4 separate regions of the Mus musculus genome follow, and all the other regions are linked to region 1. A link is a contact called in public Hi-C and promoter capture Hi-C data. All regions are on one chromosome and are shown on one strand. Each heading gives the region's core, a stretch centred on a gene start, on an enhancer-like site or on the middle of the called end of the contact. The rest is flanking DNA. Distances are from core to core; before and after follow the strand shown. Region 1 holds the start of Atp5k (ATP synthase, H+ transporting, mitochondrial F1F0 complex, subunit E). Region 2 holds the start of Fbrsl1 (fibrosin-like 1). Region 3 holds the start of Ddx51 (DEAD box helicase 51). Region 4 holds the start of Chek2 (checkpoint kinase 2).

The links. Promoter capture Hi-C pulls out the DNA fragments that hold promoters and counts their contacts. Hi-C and Micro-C count contacts between places; a contact is called where the count stands out from the background.
Region 2: a promoter capture Hi-C map of liver shows a contact between it and region 1, with 2.3 times the contacts expected there. The contact joins the promoter of Fbrsl1 here to the promoter of Atp5k in region 1. A contact is called at or near these places in 7 of 39 promoter capture datasets (the 3T3-L1 cell line, the C10 cell line, hippocampal neurons and 3 more) and 1 of 115 datasets of contacts at active chromatin or transcription factors (thymic regulatory T cells).
Region 3: a contact with region 1 is called in a promoter capture Hi-C map of hippocampal neurons, with 2.6 times the contacts expected there. The contact joins the promoter of Ddx51 here to the promoter of Atp5k in region 1. A contact is called at or near these places in 6 of 39 promoter capture datasets (the C10 cell line, erythroid cells, hippocampal neurons and 2 more).
Region 4: a Hi-C map of B cells shows a contact between it and region 1, with 6 read pairs. The contact joins the promoter of Chek2 here to the promoter of Atp5k in region 1. A contact is called at or near these places in 1 of 39 promoter capture datasets (pre-B cells) and 1 of 484 Hi-C or Micro-C datasets (B cells).

What each region holds. Positions count from the first base shown.
Region 1 is chr5:108,432,861-108,439,954 of GRCm38.p6, forward strand. It overlaps Atp5k (ATP synthase, H+ transporting, mitochondrial F1F0 complex, subunit E), which reads right to left and starts at 1,539. Exons shown (of 4, transcript NM_007507.3): 1 at 1,466-1,539; 2 at 1,166-1,220; 3 at 871-969; 4 at 386-477. The coding sequence starts at 1,501. The coding sequence ends at 452. It overlaps Gm34319 (a long non-coding RNA gene), which reads left to right and starts at 1,541. Exons shown (of 3, transcript XR_003955776.1): 1 at 1,541-1,663; 2 at 5,085-5,175.
Region 2 is chr5:110,444,192-110,451,824 of GRCm38.p6, forward strand. It overlaps Fbrsl1 (fibrosin-like 1), which reads right to left and starts at 4,312. Exons shown (of 19, transcript NM_001142642.1): 1 at 3,689-4,312. The coding sequence starts at 3,976.
Region 3 is chr5:110,646,804-110,654,794 of GRCm38.p6, forward strand. It overlaps Ddx51 (DEAD box helicase 51), which reads left to right and starts at 6,648. Exons shown (of 15, transcript NM_027156.3): 1 at 6,648-6,985; 2 at 7,075-7,208; 3 at 7,665-7,815. The coding sequence starts at 6,685. Noc4l (NOC4 like) reads right to left here and starts at 6,579. Exons shown (of 15, transcript NM_153570.2): 1 at 6,420-6,579; 2 at 6,208-6,328; 3 at 5,510-5,616; 4 at 4,876-4,983; 5 at 4,509-4,658; 6 at 4,309-4,408; 7 at 4,142-4,176; 8 at 3,731-3,781; 9 at 3,532-3,643; 10 at 3,269-3,329; 11 at 3,001-3,111; 12 at 2,730-2,890; 13 at 2,529-2,611; 14 at 2,263-2,376; 1 more. The coding sequence starts at 6,536. The coding sequence ends at 2,061.
Region 4 is chr5:110,837,292-110,844,614 of GRCm38.p6, forward strand. It overlaps Chek2 (checkpoint kinase 2), which reads left to right and starts at 2,692. Exons shown (of 15, transcript NM_016681.4): 1 at 2,692-2,757; 2 at 3,915-4,252. The coding sequence starts at 3,922. It overlaps Hscb (HscB iron-sulfur cluster co-chaperone), which reads right to left and starts at 2,486. Exons shown (of 6, transcript NM_153571.2): 1 at 2,205-2,486. The coding sequence starts at 2,437. RefSeq lists an enhancer at 1,290-1,319.

The DNA of each region.
Region 1 (7,094 bases), core at 289-2,788:
GTCACTTTCTAAGAACTAGAGAAGAATTATCAGTTGGGGGCACAAGACCCACGTTATTGTGAAGGCATCAACACCCATCCTCCTGTACTGGGCCCGAGCTGCTGACATAAGCAGAAGAGTGCAGATCAGAGCAGAGCAAGCTGCTTCCAGGAGGCTAGGCCACTCCAGGGATTACCCCGGCATCCCTGGAGCCCTAATTTGGCCTTACCACTGCACCTTCACATGCCCCAGCACTTCTCGCTTTGTCTGTGTGTCTGGTAATGATCATTAATTCCTTTGAAACTCCACCCACTGCACCCCACCCCCGACCCTCCCTACCCAAGGAAAAGCCAGGATGCAACCACAGAGCCGGTACCTAGAAGCAAACAGTAAAGAGAGAGGAAGCCACAGCATCACACAATGAAGCTTTATTCGTTCTCAACGACTAGAGAAAAGCAAGCTCGCTGACGCCTCACTTGAGAATGCTGTCATCTTGAGCTGAAAAGTGAGAAGAGACCATGTCAAACATTATACAGACTTGGGCCACCTTACGGGGACTTGGGCTTTAAACAATCAAGAATCTAATTCCAAGAGAACCCTAACTTCATTACTAAAACCATCCTTTGCATCCCCAACTGCCTTCTCCATCTGACTGGAATCCACAGGAAGTCAACACAGAGGGGTCAGAGAGCCTGCTCAGCAGTAACCTCTCGAAAGGCAATTTGCAGATGCTACCCAAGAGAAGGGGCAGTATGCCTCTCACACTCCACTGGGCTCCACGGAGGACAGCACTGGACAAAACAGTCATGGGATGAGAGGCAGCCCCTGGTCCACTAAGCAGCAGCTACTTCCAGAAAACTCGGGGGTGTTGGGAGAGGCTAAAAGCCATACCTTCCGCCAGTTCTCTCTCAATCCGTTTCAACTCATCTAGTCTCTTCTTTTCCTCCGCTGCTATTCTCCTCTCCTCCTCTGCCCGGGGTTTTAGGTAACCTGGGGGGGAGTGGAAGCAATTAACTTCTCTGAAAATGCTGCTTCGTGAAAAAGCCGACTCCAAAATCTCCAGATAGCTGTTCCCACCTGCCCCCCTCTAGGGCCTGGCATCATCTCCCTCCCAAGGAACTGCAGGCTCGAGCAGTGTCACACAGCCTTTCACCCGGAATCCCGTTCTCCCGGTCCCCAAACTCACTGTAGCGCTTGGCGCCGTATGCCATGCCGATGATCAGAGCGGAGTACCGGCCGAACTGCAGAAGAAAACATTATAGTAGAAGGCACACCGAGGGAACAAGGGGATCGCAGGGGTCGGACATCGAGGAGTACTGGGAGAGGGAGTACGGGGCGGGTGTGTGTGCAAGGGTTGCAGGGCCGGGATTGCTCGAGACCACAGCCAGCAGTCCCAAGGGTGGGCAATGCTAAGTCACGGGAGGGGAGGGGAAAGGGGGCATAGAGGAGCTTTGAGCACCGCGCAACAACGGGGATGAGGATTCACCTTGATGAGTGGAGAGACCTGAACCGGGGGCACCATTTTGTCCGTGACCTTCGCGCCGGAAGCTCAACTGAGGCGGAAGACAGAGAATGAAAGCCGCCTCCTGAAGCCAGAAAGGCGCATGCGCCGCAGTGAAAGCGCTGCCCCCTAGCGACTGGAGGATAGCCGAGCGTTCCCACGGGGCTGGTTACTACTCTCCAGGTAGGAAGTCTAGGCTGTTAGTGTAAGCTGGCTTCAAAAGGGTGGTGACACAGAGCCTCGTTACTTCAGCACCGGCGTGTAATGACTGACCAGCCCTGGAATCTGTCGCCCACCTGTTGTGGACTGGAGCACGCAAACAATCCCTTTATCTCTTGGAACAGACGAGCACACCTGGCCGACTCCAGCGGCCCATTGGGTGCGGTGGGTTTGGGCATGAGATTACAGAACTTGTATTGGCCCTTCCTGAGAGGTCAGCAACCTTCCAGGGCTTTCCTGCAATTTCCGGCATTGGACACATATGTCCTCCGACCAGTGTTTTCTCGCCCAGAGCTCCTAATTTCCATTGGGCTTTACAGGTAATGTTCATCCAAATGAGGCTAACCCCTGCATCTCCCTGCCCACACTCTCAGGACTACAGATCCTGAGTCCTATTGACCTCCTTTTCAGGCCTCATAGAGACTGACCATGGAGCACCCAGATTGCCAAACTTACCTTTCTGCAGTCCATGTCCCCAGAGTGGGTACCTCTCTAGCAGCCATGTCGGTCTAGACCAACCCTTTGTGATCCCTTTGGCAAACACTTATCTCCAAAAGTATTTACATTATGACCCATAACAGTAGCAAGATTACAGTTATAAAGTAGCAATGAAAATAATGTTATGTATGGGGAGGGTCACATAAGGAGCTGTATTAAAGGGTCACAGCATTAGGAAAGTTGAGCATCATTGGCCTGGGATGGGGCAAGATGGAGACAAGGTGATTATCAGCTGTGTCTATTGGCAAGCATCTTTGTGTACATCTGTCATAGTATAGATTGTAGCCACCCACTGAATGGCTGGCTTTACCCCAATGCCCCATAGTGACTTGAAATCTTCCTAAGGCTGTTGATTGAACCAGCCTCCTCAGTTTTGCATTGCACCAGGGCTTGGAAAGGTACACAGTCTGTAGGGATGGGGTATCTTTTCCTGACTCTTTATAGTCCATACTTATAAAGAGAACATAATTATGAATATAAAGTGGATAAAATGCAGCAATGAAAACTGCAGGACTCATAATAGGTACCCAGCTCTCCGGGGCCATCAGAAGAGGAACCATTGCCCTAGGCTCTGGAACTTTGCCTACATTTGATCTGGAGTCAAAGCCCTAGTTCTTCTCTGTTAGAATCCTAGAAATGTTCCTAAACTGAGACGAGAATTACCCAGGCCATGTGCCACAGGTGCTCCACATACTCTTACCTTGCCTTTGAGACGTTCCTCACTCCCATCCCTACCTGAGCCACAGTGAGATTCCTGCCCTCCTGCCAACTCACTGCTCCCCAAGGAAGCTGCAAAGGCATGCTAACCTACAAGGCACCAAGTAAACTTCCTCACCCCTCATGGTCATCTACACATTGAGCCCCCTCCCTTCCCTGATCTTGAGCAACTGGTTAGATAACTTATGTGATCAAACAGGTTTCCCTCATTAAATCTTAAAATAAACCTGACTCCTTAGCAGCTCAAGCTTCCAGAACTGCAAGTGTCTTTGGGGGTCCAAGGGGAGTGTGGATTGAGGGGTGGGTACCAAGGGGAGTGTGGATTGAGGGGTGGGTACCAAGGGGAGTATGGATTGAGGGGTGGGTACACAGAAGCTACATGGCGTAGAGGCAGAAGAGGCTTACAATACACACATTGGCACAAGCATACACACGGATGGCTTGACATCTGCTGTTGCTTGGGGTCATTTGTCAGGCAGTGGAAGTGGTTAAGGTTCCACATAGCTCAGGACACCAGTAGGAGGATTCTGCACCTGTTGGGGACAGCTGTGTGCAGAATCTAAATATTCCCAGTGTGCTGCTATCTTTAGTGCTGTGCCCAGGCTCAGCCAAGATCCTCCCTTGGGTCTTGCCCTCTCAAATTCAGAGCTTACCACCCCTGTAGCTGGGCTGAGCCCAACTGAGGCCCTTTACTCTCAACTATCATTCCCACACCTGGACAAACACCCACCTCTGGTAATGTGGAAGATGTCACAGTTTAGAAATGTACCAGGGTAGGAGTTACCCAGCTATCAGATGCACAATCCATTCCCACTTGTCCCATCTGTGGCTGCTGAGGTCCTACTTCCTGCTCCTCTTATTTATGCTCTAAACTATGGGACTGTGGGGGCTCTCATCTGCTCACTTCATTGTATTCTCTGAACATTTTCATCCCACACAGCCTGCAGGCTCACTCCCATATCTCCTGCCCTTATTCTCACCCCAGAAATCCCGTGTCTGGCATCAGTGACAGAATGCAAGTCATATTGCTTCCCTGAACTCTGCCTATCAGATGAGTAATGGGAAACCTGAGGGCCGTGTCAAGACTGACCCCCTTGCAGGCAGTCTAACCTTCTCTAAGGCTCTTCTGCCTCAGAAATGTTCTTGCCCATGACCCAGCTACAGAAGGGCCAGAAGTGGCATCAGAATGCCACTAGGTCTGCCAGTTAATAAGGAAGTAAAAAGTGCCATGAACACTTTATACACACAGAACAAATCATAAATTCTTTACCAGGCTATGGTGGCACAATCCTAGCACTAGAGAGGAAGAGGCAGGCAAATCTCTTGAGTTTGAGGCCAGCTTGGTCTACAAAGTGAGTTCCAGGTGAGCCAGGGGATACACAGAAAAGCCCTGTCTCAAAAACAAAACAAAACCTGACAAAGCATACATTCTTGGGCCAGGACCATTTATCTGCTGGTTTTGAAAAGATAGCACTCTATCCTCAGCACCTCTGGTTTCTACTGCCCTAGCAGAGCCCAGTTGCCTAGGATGAATGAGATGCCCAGCCTTGGCCAGTAATGTGGCACATGCCCTGGAGATGTAGCATCCTTGGCAGAGTAAAACTTTCTGGTGCCTGGGCTGAGAGAAGGGTTACCACTGGCCTACCTGAGCTCACTCTGCAGTTGTCCAGTCCCCTGGGATGGCAGTCTTCAGCCTGTTCTTGTAGGAAGGGGCAGCCAAAGTCTGTCTTATGGGACCAGGAATCTTAAGACTGGCAGGAACTGGATCCTGGGCAGGCAAGACTCAGGCATGGTGAGCAGGTAACAGTGGAGGTACTGGTCAGGGGCATCCAAGTGTGTGTATGTATGCACTTACACAAGGATGCCTTTGCGTGTTTGTTCATGGGAACATAAAGAATGGTTGTGGGTGTAGAGATACCTGGCCTACAGCTGCCATGGTGACATACTAGGAAGAATAAGGGAGGGCTAGGACCTTCAGAAACTGGATGCCAGGAATGAGCCCATCCTTGGAGTTCATTTACCCTGAAGCCCTCTAGGATTAAACATAGTGGACTGCTTGGACCCTCCAGTGCTACAGTTCCATCATCCTGTGAGTTAAGTCTCCCAAAACATGGGATGTCCCTGAGTGTTCCCCCCAACTGCCTCAAAGTATTCCTGTCTCTCAAGACAGCAGGAAGACCAATGGAGAACAGCATATTCAGAGGACACTTTCCAATCTCTTCTCTAATTCTGAGCAGACCCAGATCTAGGAGTTCTAGGAGGTGAGTCTGCCTTTGCTCTCTGGCAAGCCCCCCCCCCCAGCTGGTACCTGTCCCTTTGATGGAGCAGAGCCAGGTATGTGTGTGTGTGGGGGGGGGTATGGGTAGGAGCTAAGGCAAAGCTAGGCCACCCGTGGCACAGTAAACCCGGCGCTGACTCTTAGCCCTTCACACTCCTGGATAAGGACAGAGACAGTGTCATTGACAAAGAGAACCTGTAGGACACTTTATCACTTCCCTGAGTAGGTGTGACTTCTTCCTCAGGTAGAGCAAGGGCATTGCATCAAAATGCTGATATACCCTCTTATTTGGGAGGTGCTATGACCAATTCTGGGTTTGTTTAGTTTTCCCTTAGCTTTTCCAAAGGACTCTAGTCTCATGGTCTTAGGGTACCTATTCAAGGCACTGGTTTGTTTAGAGCTGGCAGAGGATGTCCAAGATGGTTAGAAAAATCTGGGATGGGTTTTGATGCAGGAACTGGGGAGGCAACCCAGTGGATGACACAGCCAGCCCTGTTCCCCTCTCTGACACCTCCATCCTACCCCTAGACTCACCTTGTGGGCTTAGAAGAGGCTATGAATGGGTAGGCCAATTCATTATCTCAGAAACAGATGCCAGCTCTTCTCCACCCTCTCTGGGCCTGAGACTTCTCTCTCAAAGTTGCCTACCATGAGACACTCCTGAGGTGGGGCCAGAGGGTGGTGCAAGGACTTTTGGTCCTACCTTAGAAGCTGGGAAAGACAGTTACTTTTCATCTGGGATAGTGGTTCCCTAGTGCCTACCTTCTCTATATTTGAGAACAGAAAACAGTTCTCAAATTTCTCCTCTTCTCCACAGCAGATGATGTCCTTAGATTTGAAGTGACCTGAACAAGTGCAGCCTATATTCCCCACACTCGGGCCAAGGGCTCTGTCTCATGCCTCTCCTCTGTCTGCATGTGCTCAGCACTGCACTCAGAAATCCCCCTGCCTCTGCCTCCCAGGTGCTGGGATTAAAGGCGTGTGCCATCACTGCCCGGCTTTTTTTTTTTTTTTGATACATGGAGTTTTAAGTACTAGAAACTAAATGTTGGCAGGAGGCTGAGCTGAGGGCTGTCCCAGGTCAGAGCTCACTGTTCATCCCTCCAAACATGGTAGATACATGGTAGATGTAGGCTGTCCTGTAGGGTCACCTGTCAGTGTCAAGGACAGAGGGAGCTGGGTATGACAATGTGGGCCCACTGAACACCCTACTCCTGCCCATGCTTGCAACAGGCAACACTAACGTCAACAGATGCTAAGACAACAAGGTGGATGCCATTCTCAAGGAGTCCTCAGGGCCTATCAACTTCACCATGTTCCTGAATATGTCTGGAGGGATGAACAGTGAGCTCTGACCTGGGACAGCCCTCACTCAGCTCAACCTCCTGCCAACATTTAGTTTCTAGTTCTTAAAACTCCATATAGCAAAAAAATAAGTTGGGCAGTGGTGGCACACGCCTTTAATCCCAGCAACTCTACAAAGTGAGTTCCAGGACAGCCAGAGCTATACAGAGAAACCCTGTCTCGAAAAACCAACAACAACAACAACAACGACATAATATAATAATGTTTCTACATATTTTACATAGGCAACTAGGATATCTCAGACCCCCCCCCCCGAGCCTGTGACCATTAATGTGCCACAGGCCTTGGAAATGCAGCACCCTTGGCAGAGCAAAGCCTCCCGGTGCCTTGGCTAGGGGAAGGAGTATCTATGTCATTTCCAGGCTACCTAGTCTCACTCTGCAGTTGTCCAGTCCCCTGGGATGGTAGCTCTCAGCCTGTCCTTGTCCAAAGACTCCACTAGACTTCTGAGCTGTCCTAGGGGACATCTCTTGAGACACCTCTCTCAGTAGTTCTAAAGCCTTATGAGTCCCAACACATTTCCCATCTATCTAGCTA
Region 2 (7,633 bases), core at 3,062-5,561, 2.0 Mb after region 1:
GTGTCTCCTCTGGGAATTCTCCTCCCACTGTAGATGGCATCGCATCCATATACCCGACTGCACCTCCATTGTGAGAAACCTTCCACTTGCTCGGCTCTGTGCCTTCCCTGTCTAGGCAGCACAGCTCTCTATGCCACTATAAGGAATCCTCTAAGTGCCAGTGCCATAGTTGTTACTTGCTATGACTCCACTGTGAGTAAGTGGCACCTCCCTTCAAGTGTAGGGGTACATCTGTCCCTGGCTACTTCCCTAGACAGAGGCTCTAAAAAATAGCAGACACCATGGAATGTGGCACTGGGGCTGAAGCAATAGGACACCCAATTTTCTTTTGTCCTGTTTTGATTTTTTGTTTTCCAAGACAGGGTTTCTCTGTGTAGCCCTGGCTGTTCTGGAACCAGCTATGTAGACCAGGCTGGCCTTGAACACACATACACACACAGAGATCCGCCTGTCTCTGCCTCCAGAGTGCTGGGAGTACACCATTCACCACCACACCACCACCACCCAGCAACACCACAGGGAGCCTGACCTTCTGTTCACACTCAATCAACTTGCATAAACAAATCAACAAAATCACATGACATGAAAGCACAGGTGGTTTCCCCTGGAAGACCGTACCCCCCAAAAAAAAAATGTGCTCTTAAGCAGGGCAGTGGTGGTGAACTTGGGAGTCAGAGGCAGGTGGATTTCTGCCTTCAAGGCCAGCCTGGTCTACAGAGTGAGTTCCAGGACAGTCAGGGCTACACAGAGAAACCCTGTCTCAAAAAAAAAACAAAACAAAACAGCCGGGCGGTGGTGGTGGTGGCCCACGCCTTTAATCCCAGCACTTGGGAGGCAGAGGCAGGCAGATTTCTGAGTTCAAGGCCAGCCTGGTCTACAAAGTGAGTTCCAGGACAGCTAGCAGGGCTATACAGAGAAACCCTGTCTCAAAAGACCAACAAACAAAGAAAAAAAAAAAAGTGCTTGATGCTGGCCACCTTAAAGCTACATGGGCCTGAGCCCTGCTCCCCATATCTTAGCCTTAAGGGATAGAAAGTGCTTGTCTGCCTGGGGCTGAATGCAGGGCTCTGAGCCTGCCTCCTAGAAAGAAATACAGGTACCAGCACAACTTGTTCAGTGACCTAAGGCACATGTACTGAGTGGAGAGGATGCTTCTGTCCCTAAACCAGTTCCTCACCCTTTCACTGCTGGGTGACAGGAGCAGTCTCCTCTCACCTTTTTACACCAAGAGAATTGTCACAAGGACAAAAAATCTACATTTCCTAAATGCTGGAGGGAGGAACCATGGTTCTATGGATCTAAATCTGTGGTTAAGTGCCACACTGCACCCTCTCTGCAACAATCACCACCATGACATTTGGGAAAATAGCTATCCCCACAGACACAAAAGAGCCAAAGGTTGCATCCCCTACAAGGACAAAGGGAAATGAACAGAGATATCTGAGGCTGCCCTGGCACAGGGAGCTGCACAGACATTCTCAAATAAGATAATGGGACACTCTTCCATACAACTCAGAAGTCATTCACATATACTGAACTGCCTTTGGGGGGATTATGCAGACTTTGCTGACACTCAAATAGTGTCATGGCATGTGGGGATCCTAAAGTCACTGCTGAGAAGAGCTCTCCCTCTGGGCTGGAGTCCTGCTGACCCTGAGAATGTGGCAGACCATCTCCCCCGACAAGTGAGGCTGCACACACAGCAAAGGAATCAGAAGCAGGACAGTCCAGACTGTAAACTCCAGTCTGCTTGTATCTATCTCTCATCTACAGGTGGGAGTGTTCAAACCTGCTCGTAAGGTCATCTGAAAGGATAAATAAATTCACATCTGTAAAGAGACTGGCAGAGTGAACTCGTCATCACTGATACGATGAGATTATAAACTACTTGATCTCAGGGAGAAAATCCACTACAGTTTACCAGTAAATGATACCCAGCAAAACTCTTCTAGACATGATCTAGATCTGTCCAGAAACCAAGTACTTTCCAAGGCCAAACTCAGGTGAGGCTGCTCATGAAGATACCAAATTTTTATATAGGTGTAAGGAGGGGCAGGGTAATCTCTCAGAACCTGGATAAGCTGGTGAGACTGTACAAGTCAACCCTCTAGATGTGGCCTAGAAGAGGTGGGGAAAGGCCAGAGAATACAACTGGATACAACACAAGCTGACCATTTAGATACAAATGGGCTGGTCTAACAACAGTGTGATGTGACCTTAAGGCAGTAGCTCTGGACTTCCTGAAAGGCCTTTCCTCTCTTCACAAGTATTCACTCCTTAATATGTTGAGTCTTGATTGTTTCCTTCTGGGTACTGGGAACCCGCAGGCTCAATCCTCGCATTGACAAGTGTGAGGGGCAGAAGCCCAGGAATACCAGTCAAGTCTCCACAGTGTGGAAGAAGGTGAGACCAAAAACTGTGTCACAGGACCAAGCAGTACACAGGTACACAGAACACCTAAGGTGAGGCTGTAAAGCCTGAGACCCAAAAGAGGCCAAAAAAAGAAATGTGGAGAAGGCTAAACAGATGTGGAGGCTCTTTTGAGTTCTTTTTGGGCCTAGCAGACACAGGTGTGGCAAGGTAGGAAATGAGATTGCAGATCTGGAACTTCTGGTACCATGGCTGCAAAGTAGGGGCTTTAGCATACTGTCTGGCTGTGTCATTATCATCACTAAGGCAGAAACCCCGAAGCCTTCGTGTCTTCTTAGCACATCAGCACCAGACACAATACAACACACCCCACAAAATCATCTTAGTTTAGGATCTTTGGCTTGGGCCTATAACTCATCTCATATTCCCCAGAAGACACAAGGGCTGAACACAAAGTGGGACTCGGCCCTGCATGCGAATCAAACAAACCCATCTCAGGGCTACTCATAGTGGCCATCACCAACTGACCCTCAGCTCTACAGACCCGGCAGACCCCAGGGTTAGAATATGAACTTGGGGAAAACTCCATTTAGATATCCAATGACCAATTCCCCTTTCTCAAGCTTGGCCTGAAACTGGGAAATCGCAGGTATCAGTCAGGGCAAGAGTGAATAGGGTCGCAGTAATCCCTGCGACCACAGCCCAGCAGATGAGATGTGGTCCCCAAAGTTTTCACCCAGACAGAGATCTCTGCATTGCTAGGGGTTTGAAGGTTCTGCTAGTGCCCTGAAGGCCTGACCAGCATTTTCAACCACTTGAGTTCCAGAGACACAGTGACTACTCACTCACTCACTGACCATTTCTCTCACTTCCTTCTCTTCTACTAACCTGAGTTCAGGTCGGAAGGACACTTTGCTCAGCAAATACTGTGCACGACAACTCAGTCAAACACGTAGTATTCTTAGCAAATCTATTACCTATACCCATGCAATGATCACCAAGAAGGGTTTGCCAGTTGACTCCCGGTTCCCTCCAAAGAACCCTTAAGAGATCATAGGACAGGAAGAATCCCAAGTGTCCATTTTATCGTCGCTGCCTCCCCGAGGCCCAACAATGTCCAAATCCCCAGCTGGTCCCGGACGCAGCGATAACTTGGCAACAAGTAACGATCGCTGCAAAGCCCGCTTAGGTGGCGTGGTTTAAGTCCTCCCACACACCCCTCACTCCAGGTCCTCTTCCTGGCAAGGTTGCAGCGCGGGGCCAGGAGGCATACGTATGCGTTTCCTTGGTCCCGGGTCTGGCCTTCCAGCCCACCTACCTCCAGGGCCTCCAGGGTGCTGAAGCTGGCTATAGCGAAGCCGTCAATAACCTCCTCCTCCTGCGAGCTGGACTCGCGGCGACGGCGCCGCGGGGGGCGCGCAGCGCGCAGAGGCGTAGGGCGCTGAGGCGGCGCGCCGTGGAGTCCCGCGTTCTCCTTGCCAGGACTGGGCTCTGGCTCCTCACCCGACGACGGGCTCTGGGCGCGGGCGTCCCGGGCGGCTTCCCGACGCCGGCCGCGATCTCGCTGCGCGCGCGAACGCCGGCTTGGCCGGACCTTGGCCTCCATGGCGGCGCCGCGGCGGTGACCTTGGCGCCCCGCACCGCCTGCTACGCCGTGCCGCCGGGCTGCGAGGGCGCCGCGCGGGCTCGGGGCCGGGGCGGGCTCGGGACCGGGGCGGGCATGCCGGGCGCGGGCTCTCAGCACCGGACGCCGCGCGGGCTAGGACCCCGGGTCCCGCGCATCGGAGTGCGGCGGTCTCTCGGCGACCCTAGACCAGGTCCCCAGGGACACGGCCCATGGCGACCGGCGGGCAGCGGCAGAAGGCGGCGGGTGGCGGAGCTTCTGAGCACCGGGACCGTGAGGCAGACACAGTAGTGGCAGCGACCAGAGCGGATAACAACTGACGCACTTCCGCCGGGCCGGAGTGCCAGAGGAAGCGGGCGCAGCTGGGGGAGGCTGACCCGTCGACTCCGCCCCACCCTGGCCCCGCCCTGACCCCGCCCTTCCGGACTAAATGGCTCTGCGCTGAGCGGGCCCTCGCCCTTTCACGTTAAGCCCCGCCCCCGAAAGGGGGGAAGCTTTCCCTTTGCTCCGCCCCTGCAACAGGCCACACCCGTTTGCGCACAGCTCTTTAGAATTCCGACCCCCCGACCCTGTCAGATCACGCCCCATTCTTCCCGGCTCCACCTCTCTTGTCTACGCTTTCTCAGTTCCTTAAGCCCCGCCCTTGCCTTCCGGTCCTGCTCACCTGTGCAGGTCGCTGAGCCTAGTCATGGTCAGATCCCTCCTACTTCATGCCTCGCCTTGTTGACCACGCCTACTAGGCAATTAGTGCTCGCCTACAAGTACTGCCCAGCCACCTACAGCGAGTTTGTGGCGATCAGCGCCTCCCCTTCCGCCCTTCCCGTAGGAGGTGATGGGTCTATGCACCTACAGTAGCTTGGGGCAAACTGAGTGGAAGCACGTGAGAGAGAGTAGGTAGGTTGGTGCTGGGGGCTCACTGTGCTGAAGTCCTAGAGGCAGCGCGTACGTCATCGTCCACCTGCAAGCCCTCAAGCCCAGTTTCACTCTGGTCCCCATGCAAAATTAGGTAGCGCCCTGAAAACCAAACCCTCCAGTCTCAAGTAGTCTTTCCTTAGAGACCTGCCTACACTAGTCCAAGGACTTGGGGACCGCCGATAGGAAGTACAAAACTAGACAAAACCGTGAGTTTCCTCAGCAACTTCCCCAGTTGGGATGCCCTGGAGCTGGGCACGAAGTCTCAGCAATTCCTCCAGTGAGAACATTTGACATGAAGAGAAGGGAGGTGTCACAGCTTGGGCATTGGGCACTGAGTGAAAAGTGACATTGAGCCATGCCTACATCTGGGCAGCAGAGGCCCTGAAAGGAAGCAGACACGACTGAAGAATGCCCCTGGACAGGACCTCAAGTGCACATTTTCTGGCTCCTGAGATGGCCACAGGCTCTCTGCCAAGACGTCCCTTGGGGCATCTGGGAACGTGGCCTATCATCCACAAGTGTGCTCTTTCACTTAACAACACGGGGACCAACACACCTGCCAGCCTACCTGCCAGCCTTCCCTCTTCTTCCCATTCCAGATTTTATTACAAAACTACTCAGAGCTAGCATCTAACTAGCTAAAGAACCCTGTTGGAAAGACGCAGAACCAAGGCAGCTCCTCATTCCTGCTAACTGTTCTCTTTTAGACACCTCCTCCTGAGACCACCCCACTCCCAGCTTGTGGGGAGTTTCACTCTAGGTCAACCCTTTTCCACTCCAAGAACAACGACTGAGACCCGATTTTTGAAGTTTTCAACAGAAATAAAAGGTATCCTTGCTTACCAGTTATCTTAGTCAGGGTTTCTATTCCTGAACAAACATCATGACCAAGAAGCAAGTTGGGGAGGAAAGGGTTTATTCAGCTTACACTTAAATCACCAAAGGAAGTCAGGACTGGAACTCAAGCGGGTCAGAAAGCAGGAGCTGATGCAGAAGCCATGGAGGGATGTTCTTTACTGGCTTGCTCAGGCTTGCTCAGCCTGCTCTCTTATAGAACTCAAGACTACCAGTCCAGGGATGGTCCCACCCACAAGGGGCCTTTCCCTCTTGATCACTAATTGAGAAAGTGCCTTACAGTTGGATCTCATGGAGGCATTTCCCCAACTGAAGCTCCTTTCTCTGTGATAACCCCAGCTGTGTCAAGTTGACACAAAACTAGCCAGTATACCAGCTCTCCCTTGTTCTCAAATGCATTGCCTCAGTGAAAGGCAGGGGCTCCAGAGACCAGGTTAGGTCCAGGACCTTTCTTTCTGGGTTTCTTCCCAATTTCCTTACCTCTCCTGGGATTAAAAACTCTGTTAATTCATTTCCAACTTAGAGACTAGTCATGGCCTCCCTGGAGGAATGGGACTCTAGCTCAGTTGTTCCCTAGAGGAGGCTATGGAAAGACATCTGTACTGATTCTCTCCCACAGGACACAGGGAGGGAGGGAGGGAGGCCTAAGAGGGGCTGGAACACGCTTCATTTGCCTAAGCTGTAAACTGGGCTCATTTGCTTCCATGTAGAGGGCCATTTTTGATGACCCAAGTGTTCACTCAGGTTGGCAAGGACTTGCTAAAGTTTCTGATGCAATTTATACTTGTTTCTTTTTTTTTTTTTTTTTTGGTTTTCCAAGACAGGGTGTCTCTGTATAGCTCTGGCTGTCCTGGAACACACTCCGTAGACCAGGCTGGCCTTGAACTCAGAAATCTGCCTGCCTCTGCCTCCCAAGTGCTGGGATTAAAGGCATGCGCCACCATTGCCTGATTTATACTAGTTTCTTAGTGGAAATGATAATCCTATCTACCTGTAGGTGGAAACCCCACCAACATAGGGACTCTCCAAAACAAACAAACAAAAAACAAAAACAAAAACCAAACAGCTGCTTCCCACACACTGGTCTACATCCCAGGCCTTTGCCTGGTTCCCTGCAGCTCTGATCCTCACCTGTTCCTCCTTTGGTTGAGGTTATCAGGGCCCCCCTCCCCTCCATTATAAGGGAATACAGGTCACTTCTGTGAGCTCTTAGTTTTATAAAGATATGTACAGAAATGCTCGGGAGAAGCCGGGCATGGTGGCACACGGCTTTAATCCCAGCACTCGGGAGGCAAAGGCAGGCGGATTTCTGAGTTCGAGGCCAGCCTGGTCTACAAAGTGAGTTCCAGGACAGCCAGGGCTACACAGAGAAACCCTGTTTCAAAAAACCAAAAAAAAAAAAAGAAAGAAAGAAATGCTCAGGAGAAAGCTTGAGGACATTTTATTAGAGTGTGAGAAGGATGGGCTAGCTAGACATCCCGACAGCAGCTGGGAGAAGGAACCTGGGTAAGAGGAAAGTCAAGAAAGTCAAGCTTTCAATTGAGTAAGAAGGCAGGCTCAGCAGTGGGGGTGGACAAGCAGCTGCACTTCAGTTGGAGTCAGAATAACAGAGTGTCGGGGTAAGTAGGCTTAGAATTCTGACCCACTAAAGAAGGGGGGGGGGGGTAAAGAAAACAGTCTTTTTGAGGTAAGAATACAGAAAAGAGAACAAGCTTAGCAGCAATGATCTGTAAACAATTGGATCCCGGGAGAGACTTCTGGTGTCTATAAACTGATGTCTCCAGTTCAGGTCTTGTCAGGTTCATTTGAATTAACTCTCTACTACTGTCTCGTTGAACATGGGTTAGAGGAGTTATGTGGTTGCTATCT
Region 3 (7,991 bases), core at 5,398-7,897, 2.2 Mb after region 1:
TAGCTCCTGCCTTGTTCTGAGTTCCTGTCCTAACAGCCTTTCATGAAGAGTTATATGGAAGTGTAAACCAAATAATCCCTTTCCTCCCCAAGTTGTTTTGGTCATATTCACAGCAATAGTAATCCTAGGACCAACCCTTACCACCAGTGCTATGCTGGGGCCAGTGTTCTTTAAAGCCAGAACCTCTCCTCTTGCCTCCTGCAATTGACTCTCCAGCCAACCCTGACTGAATACTAAAAGGGATGTCCCCGACTGGACTCATGCGGATGCCTGGTGTACTGGTGGCATCTGCATGGGCACCAAACTGGAATGGGTAGTGGTAAGTGGTAGCAATAATACAAATGAACACAGATGTCATGTGACTGGAAAGAGCAGAAGTAGCCACTATGCTTTGTTAAGAGCCATATGGATGGCAACACAGGAACCTTGGTCAGTGACACGCTATGCTGACAGTTGGGCAGTATTCAGAGGCATGACTTAATGATGGCCCAATGGTAAAAGGAAAAGCTGACAGGTGATTGGGCAGCCACTTGTAGGGACCAGAGATGTTGAAGGAAATATAGAGGAAATGGAGCCCGTGGTGGCTTATGTGTAGTCTCACACCTTTTAAGACCCCCAGGGAATTGGGAAACTGATACCTTTACAAGCCGTACTCCTCCCTCACCCCCGCCAAGAAGCAGCTTGCTGGAGTCATATAAGGTTGGCTACAGTAGGCAGCATGGGATGGGATGGAAAATACCAAATGCTGGCATTCCAGTAAAATTCTCCAACATTCATCATGCCATCCAGTCCTCTGAGGCTGCGTATGGATGCTATGATAGGATGCACATATAAGCTAACCCTGACTGTTAAGGGACTGCCAACCATATATGCCCCCTGCCAGTCAATGAGCTGTGTGTGTTCTCGCTTGTGTAGACACCGCAGGCCTTTCCCTGCAGACGAGCAACAAGTAAGCTTGAATAACGGTACAACTTAGGGAAATTATGTGGGCCAGGATGTGGCCAGCAGAAATGCCAGCCTGGCCAGAAGAGAACAGTACAGCTGGGGGAAATGTGACATACAGAAGAAGCCAGCTGTGTCCCCACATCATGTCAGTGGCAGGCATATCCACTTTACCACTTTCTTGCAAGCCATGCACAATAGGGCCTGTTGGCCAACCCCTTGTAATGGACTCACCCAGAATCCAAACAGCCAAGCTTGGAGGGGGAACTGGGCAGTACATCTAACCGCCTGCCCACATCTCCACAGTTCTGAGACCTCTCTCTCTCTTTGAACAAGCCTGAGGTGAAACTGGATACTCGACCTCAATGGAAACCAGGCTGTCTGTGGTAAAGAGTAGTAGACAAGTTATCAACTCCCAGCAGCCCACAGGATGAGGTATCTGTGTCCCTGGGACTCTACTTGGCTACCTTGCCTCATCTGAATCTAAGCTGGATATAGCAGGGTGCTCCACTAACAGAGTGGGTCCAATGCTCCTGTCACCCCTGTCCTGCCCCGCAGGCTACAGGAAATGCAGAGAACTCTAGCAACCCCTCCTTGCCTAGCAGATCTCAGCCCTGCCCAAGACCCAATTGGCCAGATATGTTCTCTTTTTAAAAACATTTAGCCAGGCAGTGGTGGTGCACACCTTTAATCCCAGCACTCAAGAAGCAGAGGCAGTCAGATATCTGATTGGGTTCAAGGCTAGCCTGGTCTACAGAGGTCCAGGACAGCCAGGGCTACATAGAGAAGCATTGGGAAAAACAAACAAAACCCAAACCAAACCACACTAAAAAACCAAATCCAAAACAAACCCTTTATTTGGTTGCTCTTCCAGAGTATCTGGGTTCAGTTCACACCACCAACACGGTGGCTCACAAGTGTCTGTAATTCTCGTTATAGGGGATCTGACACCCTCACCTGGCCTACATGTGATAAACAGACATCCATGCAATCAAAACACCCATACAGTACTGGGGAGGCTTAGGCAGGAGTACCACAAGATACAGGCTACCCTCACATAGTGAGATCCTGTCTCAGACACACAAAAACAATTCTTAGGAGGAGAAGTGACAGCCCGGTCAGCTGAGACAGAAGAACTGGGTACAGAGGTCGTCCTGTCGACCCAATAGGCCTTTAGCGGGGATGAACTCCAGGGGCACTGACTCAGGCATCTTCTTCTTCAGGTCCTGCTCAAAGATCTGCAAAGGACAGATGGTGGTCCTGGACTGGATACAGTGGTCCCCATGGCATGCACGCAACAGCCCTGTGCACGACACTCACCTCATATGCAGTAAGTTCCAGGAGTGGCGCGATGCTGACCTCAGGGACAGACAGCACCTGGTTGATGACACTGGCGGCTTTCGACACCTCAGGGTGGTAGTGCTGCTGGAGGGTCTAGGAGTAGCACACAGTGATGTTAACAGGGACCTCATGTGACACACTGGCAGGTCCTTGGGATGAAGCTTGAAGCTCCAAGCCAGTGTGGGGGGTGACCGGGTTGCTGTAGATGACGGTGGAGAATCTGGACAGTCACGTGACCCACTCACCTGCAGTTCCCACAAGCAGCTCTCCAGGGCACGGCTTCTGGCTGGGTCCTTCTCCGTTGGGTCATATGGATCAGCATCTAGCTCTAGAAACAAGATTGAGGCTTCTGCCATTTCTATTTGCCACCCAGCCTTCTGGGCCACAGGAGGCAGGAAGGATTCTTGCCAGGGTGTGCCACCATGCCCAGCTACTCATGTGCTCACCAGGGCCCTGTGGGCGGTGCACCATAACTCGGCAGGCAGGGTGTCTACGCAGCAAGTTGCAGATTAAAGGCAGGACCATAAGTAGGGCCTCAGGAGGTGCTGTTAGCGCCAGCCGAGCCAGGCGTTTGGCAAAGGCAGCCACCAGGTAGGCAGGGAGGTGGCTGGGAGGGCAACAGGTGTGAGAAATTAGGTCTCCAACATCCATCCATCTCCTCCCCTAAGAGGACTGCAGCCCTGACGGATGACGGAGCCGGACAAGCCCCACACTCACGAGGATGAAAGGAAGAGGTCAGCCAAGTGGAAGAAACGGGCTCGGTACTTGACATGAAAGATGGATGGATCCAGGAGACCATAGAGCTTCTGGTAGAAGTCAGGGTACTCCCTGAGGGAGAGACCAGAGAGGATCCATGAGGAACAAGACCCCAGGTGACCAAGACCTCATCCTCCCTCCTCTTCTTCTTCAACCTCCCCGAGGTGAGCAGCGCAGGCGCACAGAGAGAAGCTAAGAGCAGACCAATGCAATCCTGTCTGACACTCACAGGTTGTGTTTATGGATTAGGATGAAAAGCCCGTTCAAGGCCAGGAGGCTGATGGCACCACCTGCAGAAACACAGGAAGACATGAAGCCACACCTTGCTCATCCTGAGCCTAGGCAAGGGGGGGATGGCTATAGTTGCAGATGGTCAGCCTAGAGTGTGACTATCTAAGGCCACATGCAAGAAGGGCATGGAGCTTAGTCTGTCACATGGACAAGTCTGCCACAGTCTGGAGCTGTAAACAGCCTAGGTGAAGTCCCACTTACCCACATCACAGGCACTTGTGAGGAAGTCAATCATGAGTGTGGGTTGGGCCAGGTGGGGCAGGATGGAGTCATGCATGGCCACCAGCACCTTCTTGTAGAGGCTGAGGGGCAGCTGCAGAGATTGTGTTAGTCAGGGAAGCGCTTCCCTTGTCCCCACTCCCCACACCCAAACCCAGCATTCCCACCCACCAGACTCTACCTTGTGCTTGAGGAAGCCAAGCCACATCTCCTGGAAAGCTTTCTTGTGCTCCTGTAACGGGACCAGGTGGTACATGTATCCTGACACACCCAGCCCCTCCTGGCCCTTTCGGACCTTTTACCCTGGCAGCCCTAGGGCAATCTGCAATGCCATGTCTCAGCCAGCACAAGGAGAGATGAGGTACACAGAGGTTAGGGACTGGGTCTGAAGCTGGTCATAGCGACACACATAAGGGGCATCGCTTGAGAGAGTAGAGTACATACGTTGCCTGTAATCTACCCAGAGAGAAGCCTATGCTAAGAAAGGTCCAAAGGGGCACCTCTTGAGACAGTGGAGTACATGCATTGTCTGTATCTACCCAGAGAGGAGAAGACTATGTCAAGGAAATCCTCAAGTCTAAAAGCATCTCACCTTCAAGTGAACGACCTTCCACTTGTCTGATGTCTCTGTAATTACAGCAAAGATAGGTCATCAACTTATAAGACAGCGGCTAGCCAGACTGATAGACTGGGACTCTGTTCAGCAGCCTATCTACGAGGGGGCAGGCTCCTGTGGGCCTTAACGTGCCCAGAACTCACGTGCATGCTTCACATAGAAGTTGGTGAGTTCACACTCTTGGAGGGGTAGGCTCACAGCAGACAGCAATGTGAAGGCATTGTTCCAGAGGGTGAGGGACACCTGTAGGAAGCCTCGCCTAAGCAGCTGGCCAGGCTGCTGCCACCTGCCTGCCTCCCTGAGGAGCTAGGACACAGGGTGGTGATGAGACCCAGTTGTTTACCTCAGGTTGCTGGCTGGTGGCCCGGGCCATGATGCTAGTGGCCACCTGCATTGTGTGGTACCGGATGTCATCATATTCCAAGTACTCACAGAAATGGGAGATAAGCAGGCTGTGGTCGTCCTCTGGTGTGAGCAGGCCTCCTACCACTGCCTGGGGACAGAGATAGGGTGAATGACCTTGTCTCACAGAGTGGTCCTAGCATGGTCAAGGAGAATGGCGCAAGCCCCATACCACCAAGTTGTCTGCCATTTCCTCTTCAACTGACAAGACAGGAATAATCCCCCCAGCTATCTGTTCAGTCTGCTGGCTCATGGGATGGCCTTAGGCGGTGGCCACCACGGTCCTCCAGGTCCCACCAAGGCCTCACCCTGAAGAGTGTGCGGGGGAAGAGGTAGTGGCTTTCCCACTGAGGCTTCTCCAGTGGTTTTGCTCCTTCCAGCTGCACAAACTTCATGAGTGTCTTGAGGGCCAGTTCCTGGGATGCAGAGAAGAGTGAGCGTGAGGCCTCCACCCTTCAGGAGGCCCCCAAAGCTCCTCTAGCCTCAGGGAGGAGCTCTCACAACCAAGCTTAGGACCGGGCCAAAAACCAGGAGAGAAAGGAGGCCAGACCCCAGCTTATCTCGCTCCATGTTACATGTGTGTGCCGATGGTGACCTGGGATAGAACTCTTAACAGAACTTGGCTTGAGGCATGTACACAGGGTGGGCCTGCAGGGGAGGCCACCTAACTATTCCCTTGTCCCCCCCAGTTTTGGAGGTGCCTCAACAAATGTGACAATGTACAAAGCAGATCTGCTGCCTGGAACTAGGGTTACAGACTCCATGTCTTTAGGTCCGGATGATTCACAGCACACAGTGGAAAAGAACAGCAATAAAGATGTCTAGGTAGAAGTCTCTCAGACAAGTGAAGGAAGAGATGCTCGCATCAAAGGCCTCTACCCCTGTGCTGTGAAGTACTTTAGAGATGAGAGGAAAAGCTGGGCTAAGGGCTTCAAGACTCACCTTGACCTGGAAGGTGGGATGGGCCAGGAGTTCCTCTAGGCGGTTACAGCAGCTGTGGTATCGATGTCTTATCCACACCTTGTATTTGTATGTGGCTCCCTGGGACCCTGGGGACAGAGTTAGGAGAGCTAACTCACACTCATATTTATGTGTGCCAAGCCTGACCAAGGTCCCAAACTCAGCCCCAATCTTCCGGCTGTTTCTCATCTTCACAGCTGTAAACTATTTAAGATGCCAGACCGGGGCTTGGGAAAGACGATTTCTGAGCCCTGCAAACTGGGAAGGGGGTATTGAAATGTAGTTCCTCTCGCTTTGCCTCAGAACCTGGGTCTCCCCACTAGGACAGAGACAGTATCAAACTCGGAAATGGCGCAAATAAAACATGGGTGTGTGTGTGTGTGTGTGTGTGTGTGTGTGTGTGTGTGTGTGTGTGTGTGTGTGAGAGAGAGAGAGAGAGAGAGAGAGAGAGTGTGTGTGTGTGTGTGAGTGAGTGAAAACGGCTACGTATACGGATTCACGCAGTCCTGGCAAGTATACGGATCTCAACTCGCTTCCTGAGCTACAATGAGTGACTGCGTCGTCCTCCCAGATCGCATGGTCTATGACAAGGCCCTGGCTCGGGGGTGCATCCTAAGTTGACAAGGCGTCCCACCGGAACTGCCTAGCGGAGAGTACCCCACGCCCTCCAGGTCACCCACCTGCCAGGGCCGTGTCTTCGCTCGGCAGCGAGCCCACGAACAGCTCTTCCCGCTCCAGCAAGGTACCGAAGAGTCGGCTGCACGTGCGCACTCCTTCCTCGATTTCCTCGGGCTCCTCGGACTGAACACGGGGAGGCCCCGACAAGGTGACGCTCGGCCCCGTCGCGACTCCCACTGACCTGGCCGCCCCCAGGTCCGCCCCTGCGGCTCACCTGAAGCACAGCCAAGATGTCGAACACCGCGTTCGCTTGGCCACGACTCGTCAGCACTGCCTCCAGGAGGCGGCCGAGCTCTTGCCTGGAGCTCGCCGAAGCTGGGTGCCGCTCCATGCCGCCGCCGCCGATGCTGCTCCCGGTTCCTGGAAACCGAAGTGTGCGCCGAGCGGAGTCGCGCCCGTGACGTCACCCGAGCCTCTAGGTCGCGGGGCGGCGTACGTCATCAAAGAGCGCCGGAGAGGAACCGCGGCGTGGGGCAGCTATGGCGCTGTTCCACATAGCGCGGTACGCGGGCCCAGAGGCCGCGGGGCAGGGGGATACGGACGCAGAGGCGGGCAGCCGGGCTCGAGTGCTGCTCGAGCGGCTGCAGAACAGAGCCCGTGAGCGACAGCAGCGGGAGCCGGAGCTCGAGACCACAGGAACGGCCGGGGAAGGGGAAGCGGCAGCAGCAGGCAAGCGGCGACGGCGGCCCCGACGGCGGCGTCGGGTGAGCGGCTCGGCGACTCCGAACTCGGAGGCTCCTAGGGCGAAGCGGCGGAAAGCGGACAAGGACGTGGACGCAGGTGGGCCGTGAGTGCGCAGTGTGGACGGGGCATGGAGGCTCTCTGTGCTGCTGGGTTGACATCCCCCTACGTTGTGCTGTGTCGCTCAGGGAGAGGTGAGGAGGCTCCGGAGGAGCTCAGTGCCGGCGCAGAGGACCCGGGTGCGAACCCTCAGGAGGATGTCCAGAGACCCCCGGCTCCAGGCCGGGTGCTGGGGGACTTTGCAAGAAGAAAGACGCCGAAGGTGAGTGAGCCTGTGCGCGGTTCTTTTTGTCCTCCCGGGACTCTTCAGTTCTTAGCCGGGGGGTGGGGGGGATTTCGTTTTGTTACGTGACCTTAACTACTGAAAGTGGGAGGTATGCATGGGACACTCTTGAAACTGAAATCCAGACGGATAAGAACTTTTGGGATAAGCCCCGTGGCGTGCCTTGCTGTCCCTGTTGAAAGCAACATTTCTTGGTGCATGAAGACAGTTTGCTGGGTTGGTAGGCTTATAGGCAAAGTATCCAGATTGTGTTTAGTGCACTAGGATAGGGTGTCTGCTGGTCCGGGTGTCTTGTCCAAAGGTTGCCAGAGTGGGAGGTGGTGAAGGGTTGAAGAAAGACTGGTTAGGGTCTCTTAATGTTGTAGTTCCTGGTTTCTAATGACTCCACAAGCCTGGAGCCTTCTGGGGGACGTTTGCGCTGCTTCTTGCTTTCAGGTTCAGCCTTTCCTGCCAGCATGGTTGGCTAAGCCAAGCTGTGTCAAAAAGAGTGTCACCGAAGATCTCACTCCCATTGAGGACATCCCTGAGGTTCACCCTGACCTGCAGAAGCAGTTGAGAGCTAATGGCATCACTTCCTACTTTCCAGGTGCCTAAGCCTTGGACAAATGATGGGGTGAACTCCCCGAGGCAGCTTTCCCTGGGCTGTTAGAGCTGTAGTGTCAGGGTTGTGGTTTAGGGGTCCCCACTACACATCAGATCAGCGAGCTTCCATATTCTTGGGTTCAGGTCCTTGACAATTTTCCAGCCCTGGTGGCATCTTTG
Region 4 (7,323 bases), core at 1,442-3,941, 2.4 Mb after region 1:
TAGTCCTGGCTGTCCTGGAACTCACTTTGTAGACCAGGCTGGCCTTGAACTCAGAAATCCATCTGCCTCTGCCTCCCAAGGCGTGGGCCACCAACATCACCCTCAAGACAACACTTTAGCCTTCTTTATAGGTGGGCTAACAGGTATGTCATTGGGTCTAGAGCCTTGGCATTACAAAATTTGGGTGTGGGAGAGGGAGAGGGGGAGGGGGAGGGGGAGGGGAAGGGGGAGGGGGGAGAGAGAGAGAGAGAGAGAGAGAGAGAGAGAGAGAAATAGAGCTAGAAATACCTTATAGACTCCAAACTTGCTATATAGCCAAGTTTAGCAACTTAAAAAAGAAATCCTGGGTGTTACTCAATTGCCCAGGGCTGAAAATTTTGCTCCTCCTCCTTTAGCTTCCTGAGTAGTTGGAATTACAGATAGAGACTACTATACAGAGCCTTTGATAACTAGAAGCAGGTATTCTTTATTTATTTTTGTTTTTTTAGAGAAAGGGTTTCTCTGTGTAGCCCTGGCTGTCCTGGAACTCACTCTGTAGACCAGGCTGGCCTTGAATTCAGAAATCCGCCTGCCCCTGCCTCCCATGTGCTGGGATTAAAGGTGTGCGTCACCACTGCTCAGCTTTTTTTTTTTTTTTTTTTTTTATTCTTTTAAAGCATAGTCCTGGGATTTGAACCCAAACCTTGGCTAATACAAGGATGTGTTTTATCACCACTATGAAGTAAGGATTCAGCACTCCTTTCTTTCCAGGGAGTGATTCCAACTGAGTCTGTGCAGTCTGCTACTGTGCAGCCCTGACTGTAGGATGCAAACTGGACTCTGTATCTTTTTGCTTTTGTCTGGAGGTTGGGATCATAGTTGAGTACAGCCACAGCGGGCCCTCCCATTTTAATCTTTAGTTCAACTCTGCGCACACTTCGGTACCTCTCCAATCTCTGAGACAGGGGAGGAAAAAGGCAGAGTGGAGGGGCTGGAGAGATGGCTCAGTGGTTAAGAGCACAGACTGCTCTTCCAGAGGTCCTGAGTTCAATTCCCAGCAACCACATGGTGACTCACAGCTATCCGTAATGAGATCTGATGCCCTCTTCGGGTGTGTCTGAAGACAGCTACAGTGTACTTACATACAATCAATAAGTCTTAAAAAAAGAGAAAAGGCAGGGGGGGGGGGACAAAGTACAGAGAACACTTCTTGGTGTCTCTCCCTCAAATTCTCAGCCTGAATTAAATTTTTGTTTTCTTGAGACAGGGTCTCACTGCTTAGCCTATGTTGGGTTCCCACTTTTGACCCTTTTCCTTCAGCCTACTGAACACTGGGATTTTAGACATAGGCTACTACACTAGGTTTGTTTTGTTCTTAATTGCTTTCGGTTTTTGAGACCTAGTCTCATGTAGCCCAGAGTCTCATCAAACGTACAGGCTCAGCTGTACCCTCTGAGTGCTGGACTCACAGGCATAACACCAACACACCTGGCTTGTTTTGTATTTATTTTCTCCGTTAAATAAATAATTTATTTGCGATGAGATGTTCCCTATTTGTGTGGTTGGCCTCCAAGTGGGGTATCATCTCCTACGGTTGTCTAGCATGCTTTTAATCCTGGCATTGGTGAGGCAGAGGGGGTTGGTGGAATTCCAGGCAGGCCAGGCGAGACTTCAAGGTGAGGCTAAATTAAAAAACAAACAAACAAACAAACAAAAACCTCTCCCAGTTCCTGTAAGTTTGGCCAATGGATTTTCCAGAAGTCTCAGCCCTCAAACCTCCCTATACCGTAAACTTGTCCGTTTCTGTTTGTTGATGTTTAAAAACAAGGTCCTTGTAGCTACTGCTAGTCTTGAATTCCTGAACCTGTGTTTTCCACTTTACAAGTGCTTAGATCACAGACAGGCATCTGCAACTTCACTCCTGTTTGACCCCCGCCTCCACCCTTATCTTCTCTCCAGTCTGTAACTTTATTTCCTCTCCGTCTCAGGAAAACTCCTAAAATCTCACTAGGTACTACTTATACCTATGGCCTACACTTATCCATCTTTGTAGTTGTTTTGAATCAGTCTCGGCAAATTGCCTAAGATGGCTTTGAACTGTGGTCCTCAGCCTCAGACCCCCCCAAGCTGGCTGGAAATTACAGCCCCGCAGACGCGGCCCCAAGCCTAGATCGCTCGGGTTACGAAGCCCGAGCTGCTTTCCCGTCACGACGCGCCGCCCGTACCAGTTCATGAGGCTGAAGTAGTCACGAGTGGGGTCAGGAGGCTGCAGAGCGCGGCAGTGTGAGCAGAAGAACTCATCCCCACACCCGACTTCCCTTGCGTGACCGCAGTTCCAGCACTGCGGTGCAATGCTCTTCCCCGCGGCGGCATTGCTGCCCAAAAGTCTCCTTCCCAGGAACCCTGCCAGCCGCACCTCCCACACACCCAGCAGGGCACGGGCTCCGCATCCCCACATTGGGACGGCCGCTCGCTGACCTAGGTAGCAAGACCCGAGGGAAAGGAGGAAAGACCGTCTCGCTGCTGATTGGTTAAGGGAGTCGAGGAGGCGGGATTAGCCGCGGGAAACCAAGACGTCGAGTCCCGTTCTGCATGTTAAACTACAACTCCCAGCAAGCCTTGAGACTAATCGCGGCAGTCATCTTCGGGCTTTCTTACTGGTCCTGCCGGGGAGGAAGGCTTTTTGATTGGTTGAGGGTGGAGTTTGTATCCGTAGGTTTAGCGCCACTCCACTGGCGGAGGCTGTGCAGTGTTTGCGGCTCCTGGTGGTCTCACGCGGTGAGTCATAAGTGGGAAACTTTAAGTGTTTGAGGAGTCGAATACCGTTCTCATGCTTCTTGTGCAAATGGGCCCTCTGCAGCTTCCGCTTTGTCTGCTTTCTTGTGCGAGCGAGGGGGCGCTGTGCATAGTCAATTCTTCCTTTTTATCTGCCCTTGGGGCGCGCGGGGGGGAAGCGGGGGGGAAGTTCACTTTCCTTGTTCCTTGTGAGCTGAAACAGGTCTGGGCACATAGGAAGGCACAACGCCGGGCTGTTCGTTGCCAGAGCGAAGTAGTTTTCATAACGAACATTATAAATGTTCATGCCAGCCCCTAGATGGCTTTCCCCAAATACCTACTGAGAACCCGATCTTCGCTGCTAGGCTCTGCAGGAACTGAAGAGGGTACGTCTGCATACTCAGCATACGTGAGGGGTAGGATGGCAAGGAATGGATAGGAGACAACCAAGCCATTCTCAGCTTCTGTACATGAAGGAAGATGGTGTAATGCTTTGTAAGTGGCCTCTGGAATTCTATTCATAATCCTGGGATTTTGCTATGGTCACTTTTTTTTCTCCCCACTCATGAATGGGCCTGTCTTTCATTTTGAGGTGGTCATAATGTGCCCGTTCCTTTAAATTTCTTTATGTATTTTTTTTAATCACGTGTCTAAGTCTGTGCAGTGCGCACGGGGGCCAATAGAGGGCATTGTATCACCAAGAGCTGGAATTACAGGTGTTTGTGATCTTTTGGATGTGGGTGCTGGGAACTGTACTCTTGACTCCTTAACTGTCTTCATTTTGTATGTTTGACAATACTGGGAGTGGGATCCAGTACTTTGCTTCTGTTGGAGAAGTGATGAACCATCTACCATTGAGTTATAGCAGCCACATGACTAATTTTGGGTAGAGATTTACTTTACTTTTAATTATGTTATCTGTGTGGGAAAGTGCAAGTGTGAGCTCTGGTGATTGCAGAGGCCAAGATCCACTACAGAGCCACTGACTTTGGAGTTATAGGAAACCTCGAGCTGCCAGATTTGGTGCTGAGAACGTAGGGAAACTTGGGTTCTGCAAGAATAGTATGTGCACTTTCCTGCCGAGTCCTCTCCTGCTCCCTCCCCTTCTCCACTCTCGAATCCAGAGCCTTGTTCCTTATTGTTGGACTCTTGTTTTCGAGGTCGGATATGAAGAGTCATCATCAGTCCCACAGCAGCACCTCCTCGAAGGCTCATGACAGTGCTTCCTGTTCACAGTCCCAGGGTGGCTTCAGCCAGCCCCAAGGCACTCCTTCTCAGTTGCACGAGCTCTCACAGTATCAGGGTTCGTCCAGCTCCTCTACCGGCACAGTGCCGTCCTCCAGCCAGTCCTCGCACTCCAGTTCTGGGACTCTGAGCTCGCTGGAGACAGTGTCTACCCAGGAACTCTGTTCTATTCCTGAGGACCAAGAACCTGAAGAACCTGGTCCTGCCCCTTGGGCTCGGCTATGGGCTCTTCAGGATGGATTCTCCAATCTAGGTAAGGCACTTTGTTATATGATATAGTGTGTGTTCAGAGAAACAGTTAAAGAAGGTGGTTAGGAAAAAAAAAAAGAAGGTGGTTAGGTTGTTGCAGCAGAAGTCTCAGGGCCCCTGTGGTAGAGTTTATCTCCTCCTGGTGGCCCTGTTCATACTGAAGATCAGATTTAGGCCTTACACATAGTAGAGAGCTCTTACATTGAACTACATCCAAGGTCCTATCCCTGGCTACCTTATTTTTATTTTTAAATAGAATCTTGCTAAATTTCATAGGCTAGCCTCAAATTTTTCTTTTTTCTTCAGAAAAAAGATTCTATTGTAGCCTGAGTTAGCCTTGAACTCACTATGTAGCTCAGCCTGGCTGTGAACTTTTGATCTTCCTGCCTCTACTTCCTAAGTGCTGGGTTTATAGGCACACATTTTTATCAGGCTCTACTAGTTTGTTTGTGAGACAAGGAATTCTGCAGCCCAGGTGGGCTTGGAACTCACAGTGTAGTTCCTTGGGGCCTTGAACTTGCATTGATCTTGTCTCAGTTGGGATTACACATATCGACCATATGTGGTTCAAATTTATTCATTTGAATGTGGAGACCTAGCTCATTCTGAGACAGTTTTGAAAGATACTTGTATTAGTCAGGGTTCTCTAGAGGAACAGAACTGATAGAATGAGTATGTATGTATGTATATATAGGGACTAATTAGAGTGGCTTACATGCTATGGTCCAGCTAATTCAACAATGGCTACCCAGGGGAGGTGTAAGAATCCAGTAAGAATCCAGGCAGGATGTCTTAGTTGGTCTTTAGTATACATTACTATCTTGTAGAAGTATGCTCTAGGGGGTTGGAGAGATGGCTCAGTGGTTAAGAGCACTGACTGCTCTTCCAAAGGTCCTGAGTTCAAATCCCAGCAACCATGGTGGCTTGCAACCATCTGTAATGAGATCTGACACCCTCTTTTGGGGTATCTGAAGACAACTACCATGTATTTACATATAATAAATTAAAAAAAAAGTATGCTCACTAGTGCTCAGTGAAGGAATGAACTTGCCAGTAAGAGCGAGATCAAACTGGCAAAGCTTCCTTTTTTCATGCCCATTATATAGGCTGCCAGCAGAAGGTGTGGTCCAGCTTAAAGGTGGATCTTCCCACCTCAAGAGATCTGGATTAGCCCAGATGTGGTAGTAAAAGGAAGCAGAGGCAAAGTGAGCTCTGAGTTTGAGGGTAGCCTGGGAGTTCCAGGATTGCTAGGGCTACACAGAGGGACTCTGTCTCAGAAAAACAAAACAAAACAAAACAAAAAAACCCCCAAACTAGGGGACAGGATCTATTAAATTGGTTACATGATATGGCCTGAATCATCCATTCGTAGTTCTCTTCATGATGGAGAGAGTTAAGACTTAGGAGCTACTCAGTCCACAAGACTAGATGTCTCAGCCAGGAGTGCCAGTTTGGCACTGACAGCCTGGAGGATTCCTAGAGAGCGAGCTGATCTTCACTTTGTATTGGAAAGAAGCAGCGAAGGGCAGTAGCAGAAATCATGGCATAGAAGCACTTGCCAGCAAGAAGCGAAGGCAAGCAAGCAACACTTTTTCCCTTGGACCTCCCTGTCTTGGCTTGTAGGAGGTGACACACACTCTGTTGTAAAGTCTCTTCCCTTCAGTTCATACTTCACAGGTCCACCCAGAGGGCTGTCTCTTAGTTGTTTTCAGATTCAGTCTGGTTGACAGTCAAGGTTAACCATCAGTTATTTTTCCATGTCCCCAGGCTGGCTCACCATGTTCTCATCTCATCTCCTGAATGCAAAGGTTATAGATGAGGTAGTGTACCCTGTTGTATATAGTTTCTACTACCCTGCTTTAAGCGCCGGGTGGACCTTGCTACCAGTCACCATCCTGGATCCACAGATGAAAGTCAGACAGATCCCCTGACCCCCCACATGTACACACAAACACACACCAGCTTATTTTTAATATGCTTTTTAGCTCAATGGCTTCTTTTTTTTAATTAGATATTTTCTTTATTTACATTTCAAATGTTATCCCCTTTCCTAGTTTCCCTTCCAAAAACCCCCATCCTCTCCCCCCTTCGACTGTTCCCCAGCCCTCCCACACCCACTTCCTGGCCTAGGCATTCTCCTATACTGGGGCATAGAACCTTCACAAGACTAAGGGCCTCTCTTCCCATCGATGACCAGCTAGGCCATCCTCAGCTACATATGTAGCTAGAGCCTTGAGTCTCTCTGTGTGTTTTCTTTTTTTTTTTTTTTTTTTTTTTTTTGGTTTTTAGAAATCCGCCTGCCTCTGCCTCCCAAGTGCTGGGATTCAAGGTGTGCGCCACCACGCCTAGCCCGTGTATTTTCTTTGATTGGTGGTTTAGTCCCAGGGAGCTCTGGAGGTACTGGTTAGTTTATATTGTTGTCCCTCCTAGAGGGCTGCAAACCCCTTCAGCTCCTTGGGTCCTTTCTCTAGCTCCTTCATTGGGGACCCTTTGCTCCATCTAATGGATGACTGTGAGTATCCTCTTCTGTATTTGCCAGGCACTGGCAGAGCCTCTCAGGAGACAGCTATATCAGTCTCCTGTCAGCAAGCTCTTGTTGCTTATTTTATTTTAGTTTTGTTTTGTATTATGATACTTATCTACCTGCTGTGTTGATAAGGCTGTCTGCGAGCCCCTGAACCTCCTGCCTCTACCCCTTTAATAGTACAGCTGACTGTTTATTTAGAGCACAGAGCCTTAGTTTTTAGCCTGGCACAGTTTAGAACTCACTAAGTAGACTGTTCTAGCCTTGAACTCAGAGCGGTTCTGTCTTGGGCTCCTGAATGCTGGGTTATAGGTGTGGACTGCTTTTTAATCACGTCTGAATCTCCATTTATAGGAGTTGTTGGTTTGTATCTTTCTTGTGTTGTCTTTGTCTTTGTTACTAAGGTTTAACTGCCATCAGAATGAATTGAAAAGGTTCCTTTTTTTCTTCTTTGCCTTTTCTCCTCTTTCCTTCTTTCTTTGATTTCTGTTCTTAAAGCCAGTTCTCTTGTCTTCATTTCTTTTTGTTTTCTTGAGTGTTTCATGGAGCCT